Regions from separate parts of the Rattus norvegicus genome. Here region 2 is linked to region 1. Evidence: chromatin contacts called from public Hi-C data. All regions are on one chromosome and are shown on one strand. Each heading gives the region's core, a stretch centred on a gene start, on an enhancer-like site or on the middle of the called end of the contact. The rest is flanking DNA. Distances are from core to core; before and after follow the strand shown. Region 1 holds the start of Vapa (VAMP associated protein A). Region 2 holds the start of Ppp4r1 (protein phosphatase 4, regulatory subunit 1).

Region 1 (6,083 bases), core at 3,185-5,684:
ACAGAGGAACCAATCTGGAAATGATTGAGAAACTTCCTCCCTACTATCTTTAATTGTACCGGAAGATGCTATGGAGGCCACTTAGGAGAAGATATCAAAAGATAACCTTGGATCCCCCACGCTACGATGCCAACCTACCAGGCAAGATACGCCCACTGATATAATAGTGGCATGACTAATATGGGGGTAACCAATCAGTTTCTAATTGTATTTGGAACCTGATCCACAAGAAGGACTGATACCTTTTAAACCTAGTTAAAAGCCCAGTCGCTGCTGGGGAGATCTTAGGCCCTAGGTAGAACCGACCACTGTTGTTTTACAACATGTTCATGTTATTGATCTGCTTCTAAACATACACGTTTATACCCATTCGTAAGTTCTGCTCTGAACCTTTATCAGAGAAGTTTCTTTTTGTAATGAGCAGTAACTAATTCAGGACTCAGAAGTGCTAAGATTGGTGACAGTGCATGCTCAGTCCCAACTGGCCACACTCCCCTCAAGGCTTAGAGACTATCAAAGAGGACATAAAGAGACTCTAAGAGGAGGAGGAGAGAAAAGAGTGCTATGAGATGCTGTTGTCTGGGGGCATGGCCACTGCACTTCTGAATTCACAGCAGCTGTGGTACCTATGCAAGAGACCCGCTCGAGGTTATCTCAGACGACTATTGAGAAAAGGTGAGTCAATCTTCTTTAGGGGAAGGGAGGTGGCAGCTAGCAGGCTGCTTATGCTCCCACACCAGAGTCAACTTTTTAAGGTAGGGGAGCCGGAGGAGATGGAAGAGCGCTGGCTGCTACTTCAGAGGACCTGAATTCAGCTTCCAGCATCCACATCAGGTAGCTCACAACCATCCGTGACCCCAGCTTCAGAGAATCCTACACTCATGTCCACATGAAGACACACATAAATAATTACAAATATTCATCTTTTAATGAAGACACAAAGGTAGGAGGGAAGCATGAGGCAGGGGTCAGGTGGAGCAGAACAAAATAGTGGAGATGATCACGTTACCCTGTGTGTCTGTAAAATTGTCAAAAAAAATTTTTTTTTCTTTAGTTTAAAAAGTGGTTGAAGAGATGGCTCAGTGGTTGAGAACATTTCCTGAGGATCCAGGTTCAATTCCAGGAACCCACATTGCAGCTAATGACCATTTGTAACCCCTGTTCCGTTTCCAAAGGATCTGACACCCTCTTCTGGCCTCCACAAGCACCCAGGACCCAAGTAGTATACACATGTACCTACAGGAAAAGACTTACACAAAGAAAATCAATCTCTTTAAAAAATTAAATTTTAAAATGAATTCAAGATCCTCACGGTTGTACAGGGAGTCCAAAGCCATCCTGGGATGGATGAAAGAACCCAGTCTCAGAAGGGGTGTGACTGCTGGCAGTGGCAGCACAGCTCTGTAGTCCTCAGGTGCTAACAAGAGCCACCTCAACACAAGGATTTCAGTCAGTTTTCCTCTTTCCCCTGACCATTATGAGCAAGCACACACTTAGAATTCTCTTTTTGCAAAACTTTCTTCTTCAAAGTTCAATACTGTCAACAGCTAGGAACAGTAAAATGCAACACAAAACAATAAACAAATTTTATAATATAGTAAATGTTAGGAACAAAAAAGTTTTTTCTGTGAAATATCCAATTTCAAATCTAAATTATTGGTTAAAGTATTGCTAGAATTTAAGCAACCAAAAATTTTCTTAATGAATCTTTTTATGCTCTAAAAGGTCTGCTTTAGAATTTATTCTACAATCAAGAGACTTATATATATATTACTAGTTATGAGAAGTAAACTACAAAGTTATAACACTTATCAAGTCATTATTCATATTAAAGAAAAACTGTCAATCTCAGAATGGCTGAGTCACTCCTGAAGAAACCACTGTTGAATCCAAATAATTCAAATAAACCTTGCACACAATCAAGTAATTTTGCAAAATGAAATGTATAAACAACCTATACTTAAATGAAAGACATGTAAAGATCAGTTAAATAATTTTTGATATGGTCAACCAAAAGATGCACAGTGGATTCTAAATCACCCTACTTAGTGTAAAGCTGTGCATTGAAATACAGAGGCTTCCACTGTACCAAGTTACCTCTGGCTGACAAAGTAACACTAAGGAGAAAAGCAGCAAACCTCACTTCAACCCTCTGCACCTCTCCCTATCATATCCATCTCTCCCACCTTTCCACAAGTCTGACCGACTGGAGTCTATGCATCTCATCTCACTCCGATTTACTCAACCACTCCCTTTGCATGACTTTCCCCAGGCAACTTCAAGAGCCTTTTCCTTGAGTTTCCTACAGAAAAGAGCTTCTTTCAGACGTGCTCCTGCCCCGGTATCATTTACATGCCTTTTCCACCAGCATTGGGATTTTTGGTAACACAGAGCCTGTTGCATAAACACGGTTGTAATTATTTAATATCAAAAATGAGTGATCTACATGAATACAGCACAATTTCTGGTGGTTTTTAAAACCTGCCTCATAAAATACCTTTCACACATGGCTATGCAGTAAGGAAAATTTGCTCTACACTGTCAAAAGGGGGAAAGCAAACCACACAGAATATCGTCAAGATTTATATTAAATCGCTCCCACTAATGATGGCTACTACAGTACAAATACTCTGAGGACTTCTCAGCAAACTCCGCCCAACTCCCCTCCAAAAAAACTTAAATCAAGCAACCAGAAATTTGCTGCAGCAAAATACACTCGAAATACCGGAGGGTGAGACACTGTCAAGTGTCTCACATGTAGTCCAGGTTTATTTCAAACTTTGGGTGGTTCCTGAACTTCCAAAATGCCGGGATTATAAGTGTGGTTCACGACCCAATTCCAAGCATATTAAAACTGCCTTAAAATCACAATCAAGTTCTTGTCTAGTACGGAGGAACTTGTGAATGTACTGAAACGCCTGCAGGGCATGCTACTAGCAGAATACCACATGTTTAAGTCCTAAACTATTTAAAATATAAAAGTCTTAAGTATCTGGAACTATTTTAAATTGTTCCTACAAGGACAATTCAGCTATTTTCATGTGGACTCACTTTTACACTACTATAATGGGTTTACTTTTTCTTTTCCTACTGGAATCGATATGCGCTTAAGGGAAATTGTTTTCACCAGTTGCTGAAATTAAAACGCAAGGTATTAACTTTCCAAAGGGGGAGGGGGGCACTTTTCATTTAAAGATAGGAAGCACGTGTTCTTTTTAGCTCCTTAAAATGCAGTAAACTGTTCTGTATAACTTTTCGTTTCCTACACACTGAGAAGGCAAACGGCCTCGGATCTGAACAAGGATCACCAAACCAGTGATTGTCTATCACAGTCAGTGCTCCAAAGTCAACAGTTCCAGAGCTGTGTGGCACCTTATCAGCTTTCTCCGGGTATGCTGGGAAACCGCAAACGTAAGAGGGTCACAGACCCTGAGTCGTCTTCAGTAAAAAGACAGTGTGAACTCAAGGACTAGGAGCACAAGGGCTGGGTCCTCCGTACCTAAGGACGAGTCGACGTGACCCAAGGGACCCACTCCCATTAACCTACGACCATGCATGCCCCAGCTGACGCACAGCTTTCTGCCGCGCGCTTGGGGCCGTGCCAACACTCGGGGTCAGTCCCAGCCAGACACTGCTGGGTCTCCCGGCTTGACAGAGTCCGGCACCTGACAGGGAAGACTCCGGGCGAAGCCCGCGGTCTTGAGCGCCTCGCCCGCGGGCCGTGCCTACCCAAAGGCGCGGAACGTCGCCCGCTGGCGCCCGCAGACCCCGGAGCTCTTGCTCCCAGCCTCCGGCTCGCACAGCCTGGACCGCGCCGCGGCCGCCCTGGGGCAAGGACGCCATGCGGGCGGGCGGGCAAGGCGCGGGCGGGCTCCCGCGGCGCCCCCGTGGGCCGCAAGATGGCGGCGGCTCCGGGCAGAGCCCTCCGCGGCGTCCGTCCGGCTCCCTCCCCTCCCCTCCGCAGCCCGGCCCGGCAGCGGCGGACGCCGAGGCGCCGAGCGGAGGGACGCAGCGGAGCCGCGGCTCCGACGTTCGGTCCGGGCGTGGGGGAGGGGAGCGCAGCCCGTCCACCCCGCCGCCGCCCGCCGGCCCCAGCCCCGCTCGGGCGCGTCCCAGCCAGCCTACCTTTGAATTTGAGGTCTGAAGGAGGGTCGAGGACCAGGATCTGCTCGTGCTTCGCCATGGCCCCGGAGGCGGACGCCATAGGAGACAGCGCAGAGCGGGGGCGCGCCCGCGGCGGCGGTTCGCTGGCGGGGGCGGGGGACGGTGGCGGCGCCGGCTCCGCGGAGCTCTAGGACGGGGCCAGGCTCACGATTCCCGAAGCTCCGCGCCTGCTGCCGGGCCGCGGGTCCCGAGGGCTGCCTGTCGGGTCAGCAGCTCCGGGTGTCACAACTGACTCAACCCCACACCAGTCGCCGCGGCCACGCGCACTGCGATCCTCGGCTCCCCACGTGACGGCCTTACGTGTCTCCGTGCGCGCCCCCGCGGCCCAGAGCCCTCGTGTTGGCCCCGCCCTCCGGGCCTAACTGGGCTCGGCGCTGAGCTAGTGCGCCTGCGCACCTCCGACTTGGCCGCAGCTCCCTGCGCCGCGCTGCTGTCAATCTCTGTAGAGCGTGCAGGGGGCGTAGTAGGGCTGTTTGTGGGAGACGGGGTGCGCGGCGCCGGGCGAGGGGCGTCGTTCTTGGCGCCCTGGAGCTGCGAATGCGGGGCTGTAGCGCCGACTACGATGCTACCTCACAGCGTTCCAAGTGGAATTCCGAACGGAAGACAGTCAAGAAGTGCCGGGTACCTCGACTCCCAGCATGCCCCGTGCGGGCGGCGTCTCCGCGGGGGCTGCTGGGAACCGGGAAGGCAACCCGGGTCCGTTGGAGGCGAGTGGGTGGGGCCGCTGACTCTGCTTTTGGCTCGCCGAGGTTGTCTCGTCTGCATTGGAAAAAGAAAAGGGTTTTTGCAGGCTGCCTGGGAGCCAGGCATCCCAGGAGAGACGGCCCTTTGGGAAAGCGGCAGGGCGTGTCCGTCTGGTCTGCCCGGGATTCCTTCCGCCCTCTGCGGACGCGCGCTCTGTTCTAACCCTGCCGTTCCAAAGCTGCCTCCCGGATCTCCCTCCTGCCCAGCAAAGGGAAACACACCTCGCGCAAAAGCAAACGGGTTCCAGGGGAAATCTAGGCCAGGCACAAATAATCAAGGGTAGAAACCAAATGTCTGCTCCTACGGCGTGGAATTCACGTGCTGTATCTACAGTGTGGCTCATTCCAAATCTGTTTGCCTGGTTCTCGTGCCGTGCTAGGGACGAATTTTATCTGCATCACTTAGGAGAGCCTATACCAAATGAGAAAAATTGCCAAGCAAATTGCTGACAGATATTCAGCTCATTGCCAGGGTATCCAGGGACGGGAAGAGCAAACAAAACAAATGGATGTGCTGTAAAAATAAACCTTTATTGTGTCCTATGGTACTGCTTGAATTTAAATCTCTAGGAAGCTCCGTGCGAAACAAAGCACGTATTGATGCTTCTGCCACGGAAAGGCATCCTAGACTGTCTGGAAAGTAAATGTCGAAAATGGGCAGTCTAGAATACAGCTAATTAAACTTTTTCAACTCTCCGTCCCGTCACCTGAGAAATTTTTATGCCACCCTGGGTATATAGGATATAAAATTGTGGTATAAAACATTGATCACAAAAAAAAGTTTGTTTTCCTTCTTTGAATGCTTACTTTGTATCCTAACCTAAAAATGAAGTTTGAAAGAAAAAAAGATGAAAAAACTTACACATTTAAGACAAAAGCTAGCTTGTATACAAACGAGATAGGTTTGCGTGTCCATTCCTACATAAAAATTATTCCTGGCTGAATATTTGATAGACTAAACATTTTCAACTTTTTTGTAGTTGATTGCTATTTTGATTTTCTAATTACCAATGCTGAGAATCGGTTTTATATAAATACCTAGTGCAAAGTGGCAAAAAAAAAAAAAAAAGTTAGGTTTGGAAACATTTCAAAAATAGTTGGAAATTCTATCCCAATCACCAGCCAAATTTTTTGTGTGATTTTTTTTTAATGAAATGCAAGTCAGTAACCCAAACT
Region 2 (6,517 bases), core at 1,430-3,929, 180 kb after region 1:
GCGAAGTGTATAATACACATTTTTGAAAACATCGTACCATTTGTTCAATGAATATTCGATAGTATAACTAGGGTGGGGCATGGTGGTGTACTTCTTTAATCCCAAGTACTTTGAGACAGATGAAGGCCAACTCTGTGTTCTAGGCCAGCCAGAGCAATGTATTGAGCCCCTGTCTCAAAAGACCCCAGGGAAAAAAATCAGGGTCTGAGGAGACAGCCCATTGGTGATGTTTGCCTTGCCTTATGAGGTCATAAATTTTAAACCATTTTTTAAAAAATTTATTTATTCTTTTATGAACACACTGTTGCTGTCTTCAGACACACCAGAAGAGGGCGCCAGATTCCATTACAGATGGTTGTGAGCCACCATGTGGTTGCTGGGATTTGAATTCAAGACCTCTGGAAGAGCAGTCAATGCTTTGAACCACTGAGCCATTTCTCCATCCCCATGAGATCATAAATTTAATCCCCCAAACTAGTTTGCAATCCCAGTGCTAGAGAAGCAAATCCCTGGGGCTTTCTTTTTGGTTGTTTTTGATTGTTTGTTTGTTTGTTTTTGTTTTTCAAGACAGATTTTCTTGGTGTAGTCTTGGCTGTCCTAGAATTCGCTCTGCAGACCACGCTGGCCTCGAACTCAGGGAGATCCACCTGCCTGTCTCTGCATTGAGCACTGGGATTAAAGATGTGCACAACCACCACGTGGCTTCTGGGGCTTTCTAGCAAGCTGGATGTAGTGTCTTTCAGACCAGCAAGAGGCCCTGCCTTAAAAAAAATTTTTTTTTGAGTAAAGAAATGCATGTGGAAGTTTTGCTTTTGTTTTCTTTTTTCTTTTTTTTAGGAGCTGGGGACCAAACCCAGGGCCTTGTGCTTGCTAGGCAAGCACTTTACCGCTGAGCTAAATCCCCAACCCCTTTGTTTTAAATTATTCTGTATTTGAGAAATTAGGTTTTGGAGCTACAGGATATATTTGATTTTTTTAATCTCTTAGAATTTCAGTTCATATTATACAATCTGTGTTTTATCTGTTAAGTGATATCCGTCAGGGAGAGATGTTGTAACTGTGCATAACTCATTTCCCTAAACATACATATGCATTCCGCAGGATCTGCTTACTTAGTGTGGTGAGAATTTGGTTTCTTTGGATTTTTTTTTAAATGGGAATGTTTTTGTTTTAATCTCAGGTGTAGGATATGGGGCTGCTTCAGATTGATCGTGGAAGCTGACTGTGGTTTGCCTTGTGCTCTAGCAAGGGCGTGATTTTTGCCAGCTGCAGATAGTTTCTGCCATTTGGAATGCTGGAGACTTTTCAGAGGGTATATAAATACTAGGGACGGAGAGGCAGGGTTGTTGGTTAGTTGTGAGCAAAGAAACAGGAAGAAATGAGATATACCTGACGACAGAACTTGCTCCAAGAAGCTTGACGCCCCTAATCAGCAGGAAGTAGTCCAACATATCAATGGCCCCTTCCACCCCTATGCCTGCCTTTTTCTCTATTTAGTATTAGGGAGGTGACAGGGTGAAAGAAGAGAGGTGGAGAGGGTGGAAGAAAGAACACACAAAGTAGCCAAAGACCACCTACAACTTGGTCTGATCCCCCCATGTTTTAAAATGCCAAAATCCTGTCCTGAGTTGGGACTATAGTGCAGAAAGGAACAAGCTGAACCTTTGTAATTCTCCTTTTTTCGTATCAAATTCGAAAACTGGCATCATGTACGAGACTCGCTTTAGGGGACAGCCAGCCATTCTGGAGACCTAGCTGGTGTAGGATATAGACTTGAGGCTCGTAGAAATGGGACAATGACCTGGAGTCAGAAAATCTGGACTTCTGCCCTACTTTGACTTGGGAACCCACGAGAACTACTTAGCTCTCTTCAAACAAAGGGAACAGTAAGATGTGTGGCATAGTTCACTTGAGAAAAGCGCAGCCGATTCCAGGCGCCCCGCAACCGGACCCCGAGGTAGCAAGCACGGTGCTGGATTCCTGACAGTCTGCCATTCCCCCGAGAGGCGGAGGGGGCAGGTATCCTCGGCGATCCTCCCTGCGGTCACAAGGCTAAGAACCGCCGAGTGACTGGACTCGGCCCGGCCCGCGCACCCGGGGCCGCTCAGGGTCAGCTTGGGCGGGCGCCGGGGGGCGCGCGGGCTCCAAAGCCCGTGCCGCGGCTTTAACGTGCCGCACGGGAAGGCCGGCCGATCGGGCCGGCGGAACTTTTGTCACTCAACTGTCGTCCGGCCGGGGCCTGGGCTTTGTTCAGTCACTCGCGAGGCCTGGGCGCGCGGGCGGAGGCGGCGCTTCCTCCGCACGGAGGCGGGAGGCTCGGCCGCGGACAGCCGGCGACGCACGAGCAGGTCTGGGAGGGGCGCGGGCGACGAGCGGCGCGCGGCGGAGCGGGCGGCGGCCGGCGGTGGGCGAGGCCGGTGACCCAACAGAGCTGCGGGCCGCGGGGACCCCGCCCGCCGGGCTCGGGCACACGCCGCAGGTCCCGGCCGGGCAGCTCGCGCCGCGCTCCGCACGCTCTGAGCCAGGGCGCCTCTAGCCGCGGGTGGGAGCGCGCCTCGGGGCCGGGCCGGCCGGGCGCGGGAGGCGGGAGGCGGGCGGCGGGCGGCGGGCGGCGCGCGGGGCGGGCGTACGGGAGCCGCCGCCGCAGGCCCGGGCCTCGGCCCGCCCCGCGCGCGCCCCCGCCGGCCCGCGCGCGCCCACCGGCTCCCGGCTCGCGCGGCTCGCGGAGCGGGATCCCGGGAGACGAGGAGGCGGGGGCGAGCACAAGATGGCGGGTACGTGGCCCCAGTTCCCCGGGCGGCGGCGGCGGCGGCGGCGGCGGCTCCCCGCGCTCGGCAGCGCCCGGGAGAGGCCGGCGCGGGGAGGCGCCGCCGGGCGGGCGGCGGGCGGCTGGGGCACGGCGCCGGCCCGGGACGCTGACCCGGCCTTTCTTCTCTCCCCCGGCGCAGACCTCTCGCTGCTCCAGGAGGACCTGCCGGAGGACGCGGACGGACGTGAGTGGCGGGCGGCCCGGCAGCCCCGGAGGGCGGCGGGCGAGCGGGCGGACTCCGGACCCCGCCGCGCAGGGGGCGCCCGCGTGGCCCGACCTCGGCCGCCGCCCGCAGGCTCGGGCCGCGGGGCGGCTGTTGGGGAAGCAGAAGCCCGTGGGGCGGAGGCCGGAGAGGGGACATGGGTGTGTTTTTCCTGAGTGTCTTCCGCACCCTCGCCCGGAGGAAGGAGGCGGCGGGTGCCGGGAGGTGTTTCCGCAACGCTTTGGGGGCTGCGCGGCGGCGGTGCGGTGCTCAGCCCGCCCTCTGGGGTTCCCTCGCCGGAGTGTGTGCGGATTACAGACCCGTGTTTTACTTGAGCTCTGAGCCGTTGTGGGTCCCCACCACCACCACTCACACGTTTGATTTCCGATTTTCGGGGAGGTTAGAAGGTGTGGCCTTGGCAGGATGCAGTGACTAGGTTGAGAGCAGCTTTTTAAAATTGAGAGTGTTCAATGCTCATTCGCGTACTTGAATGCTAAAATTGCAGGTTTCCGTTGATAATAGTGAAGTTTTTAAAGAGTTGATTCTTTTTGTACATAAAAAAAAACCCTACTCAACTTGTGGGCGTCGTTTCCATGTGGTGAAGGAAATGAATTATTTAGATATCTTTCATTTTGAGCGCGTTTTGTGTCTTTCTAAGCTTCAGAAAATACGGGTTCGAGACAGAAAAGTCTATGATGAGTTAGCTAAGTTTATATGGGAAGAAGTAAATTACACTTAAGTAGAAATGATTTCTATTCGTGTTAATGTTTCCAGATACAGTAGATTCTGAAATTCATTTTAGGAATAAAGTGTGCACAGAAAGTATTAAGTGTAGATCATGGGAGACTTAAGGAGACCAGGAAATACGTAGAGTTGAGCTGGTTACCGTAATACCAGAGCTGTCTGGTTAGAGGAGAGCCCGCCCAGACTGGGGAGTGTGTCTTAATACCTGTCCAGGTAATCCAGAGATGCCATCCTTGAAATTGCTCTTCCAAATACTGTCCGGATAGTCTGTAGCATGATCTGACATAAGTTTTCTTTACTCTATTTAAAGTCCTGTTCCGAGCAGAGGGAGGTGTTGCCTTGAGAAAGTATCTTAGTCAGCGCTTCTGTTGGTATGATGAAACAACATGGCCAAGGGCAACTGGAGGAGGAGAGGTTGGTCTCCCCTAGTCTTCTTTACTACATACAGTTCATCACCACCACCATCATCATCAAGGTAGTCTGGGCTCCTACAGGGCAAGAACCTGGAAGCAGGAGCTGATGCAGAGGCCATGGAGGATGCTGCTTCCTGGTCTGTTCCTCCTAGCCGGTTCAGCCAGCTTTCTTAAAGCACCCAGGATCCAGAGATGGGGCACTACCAACAAGAGCCTGGGCCCTCCCACTTGGGTTCCTAAGAAAATGCCGTCCAGGCTTGCTTAATGGTAGGTAAAGAGGTTTCCATGCTCAGGTGACTGGATATGACAGTTAACCAGCACAGAAGGCGTCTTTAAAGTATTTTTAAAGGAGGTAGTCATATCGGACCTACCTGTTGCTGAATTGTTGGGGGGCACGGGTGCTCTTAAATAGTTGTCTTAAGGGAGCATTGCACACAGTAAAAGGCAGCTTCTGCATTTCTTCTCCCTTTAGGCCACTTAACTAGCTTCATAGTGTGTAATCAAAGCACCCATTGATTTTAGATCTCTCCCCAAGGTTAGGATTGGAGACGGTACCCTGATTGTGATTTTGAGGATGGAGCCTCCTGTTCTTATAAAGTGTCAATCTTTGTGGCTGGCTGAGGTGGACACATCTGAGTATTTGTCCCTTTGAGTCAGGCAGGGGCTGTGCATCCCGGAAGAAGGTGCGGTGCCGTCTCTCTTGGCTTTTGTGGAGCAGTCTGGAAGGAGTGTAAGCTGGGGTAGGCTGGCTCTGAAAGGCTGATGTAGGAACTGCCACAGCTTGCGCCCTCTAGTGGTTAATCAGCAGCTCTTCAGTGCTGGCAGGAAGGTGTCTGGGCCTTTCTTGTTGCAGTCTTGGTAACAGGCAGGCACTTTGGATGGACTAGGTTAGCTCACTTAGTCTGTCATGCCTCTGTCTTGTCACTGAGGCAGGTTTAAAAAAACACTACTTTATACCTTAACATGAATCGGAATGTGTGACGCTTGGAGCAATACTATTACTGTGAGCAAAAAGGTGGCTTCAAGAAGCAGAGGTGGATGTAGGAGCGTTAACATTATGGAGTCTGTACTTAGAAAGGTTGCTGAATGCTTGCAAATTACCATTAAGATTTAATTCTCCGTTCATAGCTTAAAACATATTTGAAGGCACAAATAATTTATTAGCTATTTATAATTTGGTTGAAGAGATTCTTAGAATAATTGCTGGTTTTTCTCAGTTGCTAACGTTTAACAGGTTAATACCTTTACCTGTTCAAAATACAGCGTCTTGTTGACTACTTTGATCTCTCGTGAAAGGAAAAAGACCAAGGAGAGACTGTAGCTAGTGCACATGTGGAGGGCACGAGGGTTGGTAAGGAGGTGCAGAGGCTGTCCACATCTGCGGAGCTTGACTGTCACAACCTCCCTAATGTCCCCACCCTTAATATAGTCCCCAGCCACAGCATAATTTCTGTCACTACCTCAGAGCTGCAACTTTGCCACTGTTATGAGTTACAATATGTTTGTCTTTGTTTCCTGGTGGTCTTAGGTGACCCCTAGGAAGGATCGTTCAGTCCCAAAGGGATTGTGACCCGCAGCTTAAGAAACATCCTAGAGATAAGGGGTAGTAGAGGGTCTGGGGACTGTGGAGCACAGAATTCCGTCTGGCTGCCTGACAAGTGAACTTACCACTTGTGAGGGTGACTCTCTTTTATGGAGGGCAGCCAGAGTTTACCAAGAGCCCTCCCTGCACCCACTGGGTGCCCTCCTGATAGTGAGACAATGATTTTGTGGTCAGGCCCTAGGATCTCGGTTGTCTTTTCTAGATAAATGGCCTAGGCTGTGATGGAAGGTTGGGTAATCCCTCTGCGCCCAGGGAGACAGAGAGGACACAGTGAGAACCAGATCTTGACCAAGGGTCAAGAATTACACGGTCTTAGAATTGGTTTCAAGTCCCAGTGTCTGTTCAGAATTTATAGAATGGGAGAAAGAGCTGACCAAAGATGGATTTGGCTGATGCCATTGGAGAAAAAAACTCCTTCATTCTTTTTTTTTTTTTTTTGTTCTTTTTTTTCGGAGCTGGGGACCGAACCCAGGGCCTTGCGCTTCCTAGGCAAGCGCTCTACCACTGAGCTAAATCCCCAACCCCTTCCTTCATTCTTAATAACTGAAAGATATATTGTGTCATTTATGAGAAGGCCACTAAGGTAAATATAGTTATTATTAAAAAGTATTAAAATTAACTTTAGGAAAGGAATAAAATATTTTATATTTGAAAATTTTCAGTACAGTATATGTAAAACATTTTAAATTTCAAAGTGAAGGCAAACGATTGACTCCATTTGAATAGATGTCTCAGCAGATTTCAGA

Evidence for each region. A called contact is a pair of places that touch in the nucleus more often than the background predicts.
Region 2: a contact with region 1 is called in a Hi-C map of Schwann cells, with 7 times the contacts expected there. The contact joins the promoter of Ppp4r1 here to the promoter of Vapa in region 1. A contact is called at or near these places in 11 of 12 Hi-C or Micro-C datasets (the A7r5 cell line, Schwann cells, frontal cortex and 6 more) and 1 of 1 datasets of contacts at active chromatin or transcription factors (oligodendrocytes).

What each region holds. Positions count from the first base shown.
Region 1 is chr9:112,650,297-112,656,379 of GRCr8, forward strand. It overlaps Vapa (VAMP associated protein A), which reads right to left and starts at 4,435. Exons shown (of 6, transcript NM_031631.2): 1 at 4,126-4,435. The coding sequence starts at 4,204.
Region 2 is chr9:112,836,127-112,842,643 of GRCr8, forward strand. It overlaps Ppp4r1 (protein phosphatase 4, regulatory subunit 1), which reads left to right and starts at 2,680. Exons shown (of 20, transcript NM_080907.2): 1 at 2,680-2,774; 2 at 2,949-2,993. The coding sequence starts at 2,768.